2 separate regions of the Zea mays genome follow, and region 2 is linked to region 1. Evidence: chromatin contacts called from public Hi-C data. All regions are on one chromosome and are shown on one strand. Each heading gives the region's core, a stretch centred on a gene start, on an enhancer-like site or on the middle of the called end of the contact. The rest is flanking DNA. Distances are from core to core; before and after follow the strand shown. Region 1 holds the start of LOC103625810 (histone H1-like). Region 2 holds the start of LOC100286028.

Evidence for each region. A called contact is a pair of places that touch in the nucleus more often than the background predicts.
Region 2: a Hi-C map of leaf shows a contact between it and region 1, with 4 times the contacts expected there. The contact joins the promoter of LOC100286028 here to the promoter of LOC103625810 in region 1. A contact is called at or near these places in 4 of 25 Hi-C or Micro-C datasets (ear, leaf and tassel) and 1 of 3 datasets of contacts at active chromatin or transcription factors (leaf).

What each region holds. Positions count from the first base shown.
Region 1 is chr5:4,320,525-4,327,459 of Zm-B73-REFERENCE-NAM-5.0, reverse strand. LOC103625810 (histone H1-like) reads right to left here and starts at 3,885. Exons shown (of 2, transcript NM_001319703.2): 1 at 3,590-3,885; 2 at 2,604-3,495. The coding sequence starts at 3,754. The coding sequence ends at 2,875.
Region 2 is chr5:4,483,076-4,489,147 of Zm-B73-REFERENCE-NAM-5.0, reverse strand. LOC100286028 reads right to left here and starts at 2,262. Exons shown (of 3, transcript NM_001158916.2): 1 at 1,929-2,262; 2 at 1,518-1,829; 3 at 770-1,415. The coding sequence starts at 2,104. The coding sequence ends at 1,358.

The DNA.
Region 1 (6,935 bases), core at 2,636-5,135:
GCGGTGGCTCCTCCGAGGTCGAGGCTGAGTTCGAGCCCTGGGGTCGGGCGAGGCGGAGACCGTCTTCCGAGGTCGAGGCTGAGTCCGAGCCCTGGGGTCGGGCGAGGCGGAGACCGTCTTCCGAGGTCGAGGCGGAGTCCGAGCCCTGGGGTCGGGCGAGGCGGAGATCGTCTTCCGAGGTTGAGGCGGGGGCCGAGCCCCGGGGTCGGGCGAGGCGGAGCTTCCTATGGCGCCTGAGGCTGGACTCGGCTGCTGTCAGCCTCACCCTGGCGGGTGGCACTGCAGCCGGAGTAGGGTAGGCGGCGCTGTTTTCCTGCCAGGTCAGTCAGTGGAGGGGCGAAGTGACTGTGGTCACTTCGGCCCTGCCGACTGAGGAACGCGCGTCAGGATAAGGTGTCAAGCGATCCTTGCATTGAATGCTCCTGCGATACGATCGGTTGGCGAGGCGATCTGGTCAAGGTTGCTTCTCCGCGAAGCCTGCCCGAGCTGGGCCTCGGGCGAGTCGAAGGTGCGCCCGTTGCTTGAGGAGGCCCTCGGGCGAGGCGTGAATCCGACTGGGTCTACTGTTCCTGCCCGAAGCTGGGCTCGGGCGAGGCGAGATCGTGTCCCTTGAGTGGACGGAGCCTTGACCTGTATTGCGCCCATCAGGCCTTTGCAGCTTGTGCTGATGGTGGTTACCAGCCGAGTTTAGGAGTCTTGGGGGTACCCCTAATTATGGTCCCCGACAGAAATGGACAAGATAGCCATTTCTACCTATTTTGATGATTCAATGTCCTACACAACATTGTGGATTAGCTTGACTGATAATTATACGAGTATAGGTTCTTTCATATGCAATTTGGAGGATTCAATGAGGTTTGAACTTTTAGATTCTAAATCCAAACGAGCTCAAAAGAGGCCAGAAAGTGCAACTTTGTAAAACAGGTTAGAACTATGAGGTTTGAACCTTTAGATATGTTGCATAGGTCTATTACAATGTGTTCTAACACTTTGCTTTGGTCTCTAACTCAGTTTCTGAAGAAAAGTGTGTTTTGAGACAGTTTGAGCCAGAACTGAAATTCTGGAGAAACGTTAAGAAAGGTGAGTTTCCTTGACTTAGTTCGATTGATTATACTCTTACAATGTTTGTCTAAATCGTAGGAAGGCTTCCAAGAAAAGCCATGTCAAATGGAGCAAAACTTGGCCAAAAAGCACTTTGGTCGTGCAGTCCGGTACTCACCGGACCGTCTTATGGTGCACCGAGTCGGGTTCACAGTGAGTCTAGGCACAAGCTTTGGAAGCCTAGTGCGACCAAACCAGTTCGGTGGTGCACCTATATATAAAGTAGTCTCAAGAATTTTAATTATAAAAAATCATCGGACCATCTATAGTGAAGGTTCCATGGAACATCGGACCTCGACTCCAATGGCGCGTAACGACTAGTTCAACGATCGGGTGACATGTGATGGTCCAGAGGTTGATGGAACCATTCTGGTGCTAGCCCGACTTGGAAGGCCTCGTTAAAGATCCTAGAGTACATATCTCTAACTCGATCTAATGGTGCACAAGACCGATCTAGGGAGAACTGTATGAAGTACAGTCTCCAATAGTTACAGGGTCTGTTTGGTTCAGCTTTTTTCTGACCAACTTTTCTGAGAATCTAGTTGTGAAGAGAATATAGTTGTGGGGAGAATCTGAGTATTATTAGGATTACGTGCGGAGGAAGATAAAAATGTTCATAAGGCTCAGAATCTAGAAAGTGACGGATTCCTACTATTGCAACAACTCAACCGATTATATGTTTATGTTGATTTTGAATAGTTTTTACCTAAATGAATTTTATAGAAGCTGGCTGAAAAGCTGACACGTTTGACAGTTCTTAGCAGCTTTTGGTGGCTAGAAGCTGAAAAAACTGAAACAAACAGGGGCATAGTATTATCTATCTATAAAACTAAAATATTATAATTGTTTTAAGATATTATAAATTTAGGTGTAGAACTCAGTTTTCAAAAAAAATGTATAATTTTAAATTATGGTATTATCATAACTAAAGTATAATGTAGTATTATAAAAACTGTAGTTTCATAAACTTTGGTCCCAAACAAAGGTCTAACACAATATAGCTTTTAAGGCCCTGTTTGGGAACAAAGTTTTTGAAAACTACAGTTTTTGAAATACTATATTATACTTTAGTTATGACAATATCGTAGTTTATAATACCGCAGTTTTGAAAACTGAGGTCCAGAGCTAAGTTTAGAATGCCTTAAAACAACTATAGTATTTGCAATACTTCAGTTTTGAAAACAGAGTTTTTACCCAGCTTGCCAAACACCATTATGTATTCAGTTTTGAAAACAGAGTTTTTACCCAGCTTGCCCAACACCATTATGTATATAATACTGCAGTATTTGAGAATACTGCAGTATTCTTCCAAAACTGCAGAAAAACTTTGTTCCCAAACAGCACCTAAATGGCATCCGATCATACTGTATTTACGACTGTTTCAGGCTTCGCGCTGCTACATTGGTGTCTTAACCAAATTCTGGGCAAATCTGCGGTCAAATTCTCAAGATAGCAGATAGCGACGCCCTTTGTAGCAGGTATATCACGGTACAAAAAAAAAATTATCACCACATAAGCCTTACCTCAACCAGGAACAGATCCACCATCATCCACGGAAATGAACCCTCCCGAGAAAAAATAACAAAAACTCCATCGTCATCGTTCGCCACCGACCATTCACAACAGCTACTGAAAGATTGACTTAGTGTTCCCAGCATCCGATATCAAATTTACAACATTGCACACACAGACACCACCTAGGCTAAAGGGAGAGCAAACATCTAGCGTAATACGAGAACCAAACCCTACATTTCTCCGACGCCTACCCCTCCTCTACTTCTTCGCCTTCCGAGACGGCGCTTTTCGGGCAGGGGCAGCCGCCTTCTTCGCCGGAGCGGCCTTCTTGGCTACCGGCGCCTTCTTCGCGGCGGCCGCGGGCTTCTTGGCCACCGGCGCCTTCTTTCCTGGCGTGGCCTTGGCCGACGTCTTGGCCGCCTTGGCGGGGCGGCCGGCCTTCTTGGCAGCTGGCTTCGGCTTAGCGCCGGCAGCCTTGGGCTTCGCCTTGGCAGCAGGCTTGGCCTTGGGCTTGGCTGGTGCCTTGGGTTTTGCTGCTGCTTTCGGCTTGGAAGCGGGCTTCGCGGCCGCCTTGGGCTTTGTGGCGGGCTTGGGCTTCGCGGGGGACTTGGCCTTCGGTTTGGCAGCGGCCTTGGGCTTCTTCACGCCGGTCTTGGTCTTCTTCGGGGCGGCCTTTGGCTTGGTGGCGGACGACAGCTTGTACGAGTTCTTCACCTTGGTCAGCTTGCCGCCGGCGACGAGCTTCTTGAGCTGAACGTTCAGAAGCTTGCGGAAGTTGGGCGGGAGCTTGTCCTTGTGCTTGTCCTCCAAGAACTTGGCAATAGCAAAGCTGCTGGACCCCGTCCTCTCCTTGAGCGACGCGATCGCCTCCGAGACCATCTGCGCACAGACCATCCACAATTCCGTCAGATCCAGATGCGGCGGAGAGGCACGCACAGCACGGCAGAAGGGTCAAAGGGAAGGCTCCAATTACCTCGGCGTACGGCGGATGGGTCGGGCTGGCGCGCTTCTTCGGCGCTGTGGCCTTCTTGGCCTTGGCCGGCTTCGCGTCAACAGCAGGCGCCGCCGGGGTGTCCGCGGGCGCCTCAGGGGCCGCATCCACCAACGGCGCGGGAGTCTCAGCCACGTCGGTCGCCATCAGAGCAGGACTCGGGCCTCGATGAGGAAGGAGAGGGCGAGCTCGGGTGCGCCGATGAGGAGAGCTGTGCGCTGGTGATGTGTGGAGGTCGTGGCGGAGGAAGCCGTGCTTAAATTGTGGCGACGGCACGTAGACGAGGAGAGCCCAACGCCTCGCGCTGATTGGTCCATACGGCCTCGTCTCGGATTGCCCCCATCAGCGCCCCCCACATTGAATGTGGTCCGCTCGATCCAGCCACATCCAACGGTCTTCGAATCGCCCCGCCGCGGTGCCGCGGATTCCTTCCCGGCACAGCCGGCTGCGGGAGCTGAGGAGCTTGGATGGGATTGTGCTTCTCCTACCGATTTGCGATCGAATATCTCTTCGCCTGATCCACCGATCCGTCGCAAACTCTGCAGACACGTAGGGATGGTGCATAGCTTTCGAACGAGTGTACAGCCGATGGATTTCGTTGAGTATACAGAGAGATACTGGCTCGGAAGTCCGAAGTGGTCCGGACGGCGCTTTTGTGTGAGTTTGGACGGGATTTCCGGCCGGCGAAACGGGGTGCACCGGCGAACAATGCCGCCTCTCAGCACGGCCGTGTAGCAGGCTAGCAGAGGAAGCCAGGGAGCTCCGGATCTCGTGAAGCCGACGCTGTTTCGATGGTCTACGGCGGATAGAAGTGAACGTGACGCAACTGATACACCCTTGGGCATGCACTCATCCAGGCCGGTGTGTGACCGGCACCTGCCTTTGTGCCGTGCGCCGTCGCGGTGGCTGGCCGGCTTGCCGGAGCACCACCACCCTTCTTCGTGCTTGTCTATGGGGAAGTTGCTCCCGCAGCTGCATTTGCGTTGCCACGCTCTGATCCGTGGCAGATCGCTCGAAAGTGATCCGAGGTAGCTGCTGCCGTTTCGGAAGAAACCATTGTTGTTGCACGACACACCTGCTTCCACTCGAGGGCCCAATTCCAATTTTTCGAAATGCTCAAAGCATGCATGGTTTTGTTTGAATCTGATTTCGCAAGGCAGATTGATGCAGGGGTTACAACAAGCCCATATAGACTAGAGACTACCATAGAATTCCCTAAGGCTTGCCCGCCTTTCATATGTCGACACTGAGCTATCTCCATTAGCATAAACCCGCGAAAATAAAACATAACAGTTTTTAATGCATGAAACACAGGTCTCCTGTACAGAAATATATGTCTCAGGTGCACACATGATCCACCATAATTCCTCTGAATAGCATCTGCCCTGAAATTTGCTAATCAGAAATAAGTTGAAACGGTCCAACCTAACCAATCACCACAGCAGCAGTGAAACATACACAAGACCTTTTGGATGCCCATGTATTCACCTTAATCCGTATATGTCTCAGGTGCAGGTTGTAGCAAAGCAATAACTGTTGTTCTGCCAAAGAAAATATTTTAGCTTTCATGCTACAGAAGATGCAGTAAAACATGGGAAGCAAAAAGGGGACAACAAGGATACAATTTCCATGAATGACAAGGATACACATATCTCCATCTTACCCATGGAATTAAAGATTGCCATAGGACTATGCATGCAGTATAATGGATCGCGAATAGGAAAAACAAAGCACGGCCTCCATCTTACCCCTGGAATTATTCTCAGTTGTACAACTTCAGTTAGCAGCTTTCGCTTCTGAATAGTTAGACCAAAGTTCACTCTATAAGCCCCAATTAGCAGTATTGGTTATTCCAGGGGTAAGATGGAGATCCATGAGCATGGCAACATCTTGGCGACCATTGCAGTGACATGTCTTGTGACCGCTCAATCAAGAACCTCACAACCTGCAAAAAAATCATAGAATAATAAATCAATTCGATTCTTAAGATGCATTGCTCCCCCGCTCAATCAAGAACCTCAGAACAGGGGCTGAGGTCGGGGGCCGCGTCCGCCGCCGCTGTGGTTGTGGGCGGCTGGGGAGGTGGAGACATATTGCATCCGCATAAGAATCAAATGTATCTTGTACATGGTAGAATAACCTTGTGATACAAGCACACTAACAAGTTAACAACAGATCGAATGCACATGCCACATGGTAAACATTACAACATTAGAAGCACACAGAATATCCATACAAATAAATACCAAGTAAAGACAATCATCTATGGGGAAACACCTTCATAGGGTGACTGCGTAGGGGCACACATGTTCTCCAACGGCAACTCGCTTATATTTGGTGCTGCAGGCGTGAGAAGAAGAAAATCTGAATCAGATAATAGGCTAGAGAAATGAGACCAGTGCAGTAGCAGCAGACGCTAAATTACACCAAAATTTTGAAAGAGCTAGGCACCTGGTTCGCTGAGGAGCTGTTGTCTCCTGCACATATCCAAATCCGAAAAAGATTAATCGTCATCAGAGGCGGTCAGCAGAAAGTACGTCGAAATGCACGGTGGAGCAAGGGGGCTAGGGTTTGGAGGCGGCGCTACATGGCGGGCATGGTGGTGGTGTTCTCAGGTCACCCCTCGAGGAGGTGGAGCCAGTGGAATGGCGCCGTCGACTGTGGCGTCGCCGAAGTCGTCGGAGTCAAAGGGCTGGGAAGTGAAGCGCAGGAGGTCGCCCACGCGCTGCGTCGATGGGAGGTGGTCGTCGACTGCGGCGAGGATTTGGGGTGAGGATGGCTCCATCAGTGTTGAAGGCAGCCTGCTTTATTAGGGTTTGGGGAAGGGCAGTGATGGCTCGGCCTGCGCCGCGTGTGGGGAGTGTGGTGGGGGCTCGGGCGGCTCCACGTCGATGGGAGGTGACCGTCAATTGCGGCGTTGATGGGACGCACGGCGTTGATGGGGGCAAGGCGCGACGTTGATTGCGGCGTTGATGGAGTCACCGCGCGATGGTGGCGGGGGCTCGCGCAGGAGTAAGGCGGGGCGACGCTGACGTCTTTGGATTCGTCTCGGCCGACCTCGCGAGCTAGGGAGGCGGTTAGCGTGGATTCGGGCATGGGCGGTAACGATCGCTGTATGGGGTGAAGGAGGCAGGGGAGGACAGGGGTGCGCGACGGGCACGGACCTCGCGAGCGAGGCGGGGGAGGCGGCTGTCATGGGTGTTGGGGTGGCGCTGGCCGCTCGAGGGAGACTGGCAGCGACTGTCTCAGCAGAGGCATCGCCAGACGCGAGCAGAGCGGGGGTTGGAAGGCTGATTCCATGTGTGGGTCTCGGAGGGGGCGGGGGCAT
Region 2 (6,072 bases), core at 1,013-3,512, 160 kb before region 1:
TGCGCGTTGTCCGTTGCCGAAGCATTCACCGCCAGTCGCAACCGCATGGGGGGGCTCTTACTGTTGTGATACTGCGTGCTCTGGTCTCCTCTTCACAGAGCGATGTCACCGGGCCAGAAATATCTCCTTGTCATCTCTGCCCGCCCGCCCGCCTGCCTGAATTTCTCGTGCAGCCATGCATGGCATGGCATGGCATGGCACGGCCCCTGATCAGGTCCCCGGCTGTGTTGCTGCGTGCTCGCTCCATGCTACGTGTCGTCGCTCTCAGATGTTCATGTGGTGGGCAGGGCACGCATCTGGCTGAGCTCCGTGATAGCTCTCGTTTCACTTTGAGGTATACTATATGCGTGACGAAGCAGAAGACCAAGGGGACACCGGGGAATGCGTGCTTTTATCAGCATGTTTATAGTACTGTCGGCATAGAGAGATGGTGGCAGGGAAGAACGGTCGTGCTGTGCCTGCCAAGGTACGTGCGGCAGTCTTAATGTGCAGTCTCTCCATGCTGTCCGCCTGTACCGTACCAGATTAGTTGAGCGCGGAAAAACGATGGCCGTGGATGGCTATCGTCGTCTATCGACTACCAGAAAGGACCTGTCGACTTTACGTCTTTAGCCAGATCTGAGATGCATGCATCGCCAAGCCTTCCGTTTTTCTTCTTCTTCTTCTCATGAATAAACCTCAACGGCGTCCACTGGAGAACGATGCCTCAGAAACGGAGAGACACGAAGAGACAATGAGAAAAGCAGCAGCTTTATCACAAACATCAGTGGCCATACTAGTAGTGGTATTTTCTTTGTGACGTTTTGTTATCAGGAGAGATGCCAAAAGGAAATTAACTCAAATTTGAAATCCCCCCTCTCCTTTTCTTCATTCATACATTTTTTCCTCAAACTTGCTCACTTACAAAAGGAGGGGGAAAAAAATCAAAATTACAGATGACCAGCACATGCCACTGTACAAAGCTTATGTGCGTGCACAGTACAATCTCGCTCCGATCTGCACGTCCAGCCAGCCGTCCACAGCTAGCACTGCCCTCATGCATCACCCCTCCATCTCATCTGATGACAGGACGGCGTGACTGATGACGCGCGCGTACGCCGCCGTGATCCTTGAACCATCACCTCCATCTCCGTGGTGTGCATATGGGCCGGCAGCCGGTCTGGTGGCTAGCTGGCCGTAGAACACGACGACGCGCGCGTGCATGCGTGGGCTCCCTCCCCATGCAGGTATACCCAACCGCCTTCAGTTCCAGTAGGTCGTCTTCTTCTCCTCTCTCAAACTCTCATGCATGACAGCATGAGTCCGGCCGGCCTCCATGCATATGCATACAACAGGTCCTTGCATCCTCGTTGCTTGGTTATCTTGCTTCGGACCCCCTCATGATCCTGAGCTTCTTGCAAGAACAGATGAACATCCTGCAGATTCCACAGCAGTGCGCAAGTGAGGTCAGGTGTTGTTGTTCCTCCTTTATCCATGGATAGATATAGATGCTGCTGCTGCCCGGCGGTACTACTTACTCCCATGGCACGTCGCCGGCGAGCATGAGGTCGCCGTCCTTGTCCTCGTAGGCGACGGCGAACTGGCATCCGCCGTCGGCCGAGGAGGAGAAGCAGCCGAAGAGCGCGTCCAGCGCGTCCCTCAGCTCACGGTAGCCGCCGTAGGTCCGCAGGTCCACCTTCCGGAGGTATGGCGCCCCGTCCATGCTCACCTTCACGTACAGGCCTCCTCCTCCCTGCTGCTCGCCCCGCCTGGTCCTCCTCGCCTCCGCCGCCGCGTGGAACGCGTTCTTCCGGTACACTCTCACCGGCGGCCACCCCACCACCTGCACCCTGCGCGCGCGCGGCGCGTTCACGGACACAGCATCAGCTCAGCTGCTAGCTGCCTGCTAACGAACGGGAAAATCCATGTGCGCGGCTGCCGAGACTTACTTGGAGGTCGGTGCGGCGTCGTCATGGTCATGGTCGTCCGTCCCGGACGCCTCGCTCTCCACCACCGACGACGACGGCCGTTTCGCCGCCGCCAACGAAGGCTGCACGACGTTGATGACGTCTCTGTTGCTGCTGCCGGGCGGACCCAGACGCAGCTCTGCGTCGATCATCTCCATGGCCGTACGTCGCGCGCGCCGATCGATCACAGAAGCAAAATGCTCGCCGGCCGGACGACGAAAAAGACGTAACTCGCGCCGAGAATATAGATGCACGATGGATGAGGCAAGAAGAGAACAGCTAGCGTGAGAATGCTTGGCTTGCACTGCTCGTCGTTCCGTTGCGTGCCCACGAGGCTCGCTTATATACAGGCGGTTGCCTGTTGCCAGTAGCAGTTGCGTGCACCTGCCATTCCTCCGGGGAGGGGAGAGGGACTGCGACGCCGGGTGGGTATGCGGGTTCGGACCCAGGCACCCAGCCGACAGGTGGGGCCTGGGAGGTGGACCAGGTCGGGGGCTAGATTCCTTGCGATGCCCGTCGCCTCGGAGCGGCAGGCAGGCGCATGTGGTTGTGGGATGCGGGGCCCGGATTTCAGTGGGCCAGGCCAGGCGTGGCGCTGCTGCCATCGTGCGGGGCTCACACGTGTAGCGGCTCGGCCAGTCTGGTCTCGCTTGGATGGATGGGGCCGTGGCCGTGGGCGCATGCAGGAGCCAGCTCATGGGCCACGTCGGCGCGTACTCCGGTACCGGCGCATACGCGTGGAGGTGGTGGACTGGTGGAGTTGCCGAGCCAGTCTGGAGACTTGAAACCTCTCACTGCATTGCAACCGTAGCTGATTGTGTCCGTCCAAAACCGAAACCCGTACGTTGTAATCAACAATGTTTTTTCTTTTAGGTTAGAACGTGTTATTAGGGCAAAATAAATGGCTACATGTCAAATGATCTCATACAACATCGATCTCATGCATATAGTATCTCTAGCTAGTTCGTCAGACCACACTACAGTCTGCGTGTACGCCAGCTGTTTGCGTTTGCGAGGAACAAAACCACCGTATCGTATATCCCGGCCGGGAACCAAGCAGACCATCGATTAGTATTATAAACAAAACACACAGGCAGTGTTGCAGCAGCAAATCGCTCCTCGTATCTCGGCATCTCGCGGTCTGATCGAGCAGCAGTAGACAGATCGATACGTCCACGTATAGATGTCCAAACGGGCGGCACGGCCCGGCCTAGCCCGAGCCCGTTTGAGCCCGGCCCGTTTGAGCCCGACCTGTTAGCCGGGCCGGGCCGTGCCGCCCGACGGGCTTACTCTTCTGTCCGAGCACGGCACTATATAGGCCCATCCGTGCCGGGCCGGCCCGGAAAGCCCGGCCCACGAAGGAGCCCGGTCCAGCCCGAGCACGCCAACTAACACAATTCTAAATTCACATTTAAACAAGCACATAAATTCACAGTTTACATTTGCATCCACATAATGACACAAAATCATAAATCACAGACACACAGTATATACATATTCACATATGCACAGAACAGAAATATAAAGATAAGTAATATAAACTAACACAGTTCTAAATTCACATTTAAACAAGCACATAAATTCACAGTTTACATTTGCATCCACATAATGACACAAAATCATAAATCACAGACACACAGTATATACATATTCACATATGCACAGAACAGAAATATAAAGATAAGTAATATAAAGGATTAGAGCTGTTTGTGCAATGACTGCCTCATTAAAAACCTTTCTAGGTAAAAACTCACTCCTCGTGAGAAAACCCTAGAAAGGAAAAAAGAGTACAGCCCAGCTCTGATTTAATAAGTTCATGTCTAAGAGTACAGTTTACATCACCAGATGTCCAGATCACTAGAATTTAGAGAGCCGGAGCACCAGTTCCGTCGCCGTCAAGGTGGCGCGCACCGGTTCCTCACGGGTCACGGCCTACCACAGATATTGAGTAAACAAGGAGATATTAACATAGGAACATATGAACATCAATGCATATTAACATTAAGACTAGATCAATTCATAATAACATGTGAACATCAGTGCATATTAACATTAAGACTATATCAGCTCATATTAACATGTGAACATCAAGGCAGTTCAAGACAGCATCAGTTCAAGACTAGATCAGTTCAAGCTTAGATCAGTTCAAGACTACATCAGTCATCAGTTCAAGACTATATCAGTTCAAGCTTAGATCAGTTCAAGACTACATCAGTCATCAGTTCATATTAACATGTGAACATCAAGGCAGTTCAAGAAAACATCAGTTCAAGACTGATAACATGTGAACATCAGTTTAAGACTATATCAATTCATAATAACATGTGAACATCAGTGCATATTAACATTAAGACTATATCAGTTCATATTAACATGTGAACATCAAGGCAGTTCAAGACTGATAACATGTGAACATCAGTTTAAGACTATATCAGTTCAAGACTAGATCAGTTCATGTGAGCAAAACATAAGGTTCAAGACAGCAAGCAGATCCAGATACCAGCAACAGCAAGCAGCTCGACAGATCAATTGATATTAACATATGAACATAATCATCAGTGAGCAAAACAAACACAGTTCATCAGTTCATCAATTGATATTAACATATGAACATAATCATCAGGTTACCTCTGTGCCAAACGCAGCTCGACAGATCAAGGCAGTTCAAGACAGCAGTTCATCAGTGAGCAAAACATCCGGATACCAGCAACAGCAAGCAGATCCAGATAGCGATTTCCCAACAAACAACATTTCAGTTGTGAGTAGTAGATCCGGTGTAAACTAAACAGTTCATCAGTGAGCAAAACATTTCAATAGTGGATGAGGTTACCTCTGTGCTAGACAGGGAGTGACAGTGAGCATCAGATCCGGTCACCAGTGATAGTGAGCAGCAGATCCGGAGCACCGGTACCGTCGCCGACTCGCCGTGGAGATCGATGGAGAGCCGACGCGCACTGGTTCCTCACGGATCCACAAAACTTGGAGCAGCTGGAGCAGGGAGGAGGAGGCGGGGGAGCACCAGATGCCGACTAGCCGCGCCACGACGCCGCAGGGAGGAGGGAGCAGGGAGGAGGGAGCAGGTGCGCACCGGAGCTCTAGAGGAGTGAGCACTGGATGCGTCGCGCCGGTGGGAGGGAGCAGGGAGGTGGGAGTACCGGAGCTATGGAGGACCGGAGCAGGGAGGTGGGAGTACCAGAGCTATGGAGGACCGGAGCAGGGAGGTGGGAGTACCGGACCGAGGCAGCCGCGCGCCCGCGCACCGTACCGAGAGCACCGGACGCGCACGGGACCAAGAGCACCGGAGGAGCAACGGAGCCACGGAGGCAGCCAAGCACGGAGAGCGGGAGAGGAACGCCGCCGCCGAGCACGGAGAGGAACGTCGTCGCCAGAGACCGAGACTCCGAGAGCCGGATCTGGGAGCCGCCGCACGGAGAGGAGAGGACGCGGGAGTGAGAGAGCGTTAGGGTTAGGGTTACACAGCGACGGTGTCCGCGTCTTCGCTCAGGGTAAATAAGGGCTGCGCGGATGCGGTGCCGCCGTGCGCCCGTGCCGGTGCCCAGTGCGGTCTGCTCCTATTTGGGCTGGGCCATTAGGAATAGGAGGAGGCAGGTAGAGGCAGCCCAGAATTTTATTAGGTAGGTGGCTGTGTGAACGGGCCGGTTTACAGGCCCGGCTTATAACGGGCCGTGCTCGGGCCAGCCCAACGGGCTCAAGTTGCTGTCGAGCCCGGCACGCTGTACGGGCCGGGCTAAGCCCGGGCCCGCTTCAACCCGTGCCGTGTCGGGCTCGTGCCGTGCTAATAAACTGTGCTTCGTGCCGGGCTAACGGGCCACGTGCTTTCTGGACATCTATACGTCCACGCCACGCGACTCTTGCGAGATGCCGATCGACCTAAGTTGTGTCTGGTCAGTGGTCACTGCACCTACAGTCCAGGCGCACAGGCGCTGGTAGATACAATAATTTAATTTTGAACGTATGCGTGGATACAGATTAATAATATTTAAATGGTTTATTATGACTTATTTTTTATTTATTCGTGCAATTTGTGACTCCCACGTACAAGTAAGTAAACATAATCTCAAACAAAGTTAAGACATGCCGTAATTTTAAGATGAGATGGTGGGGC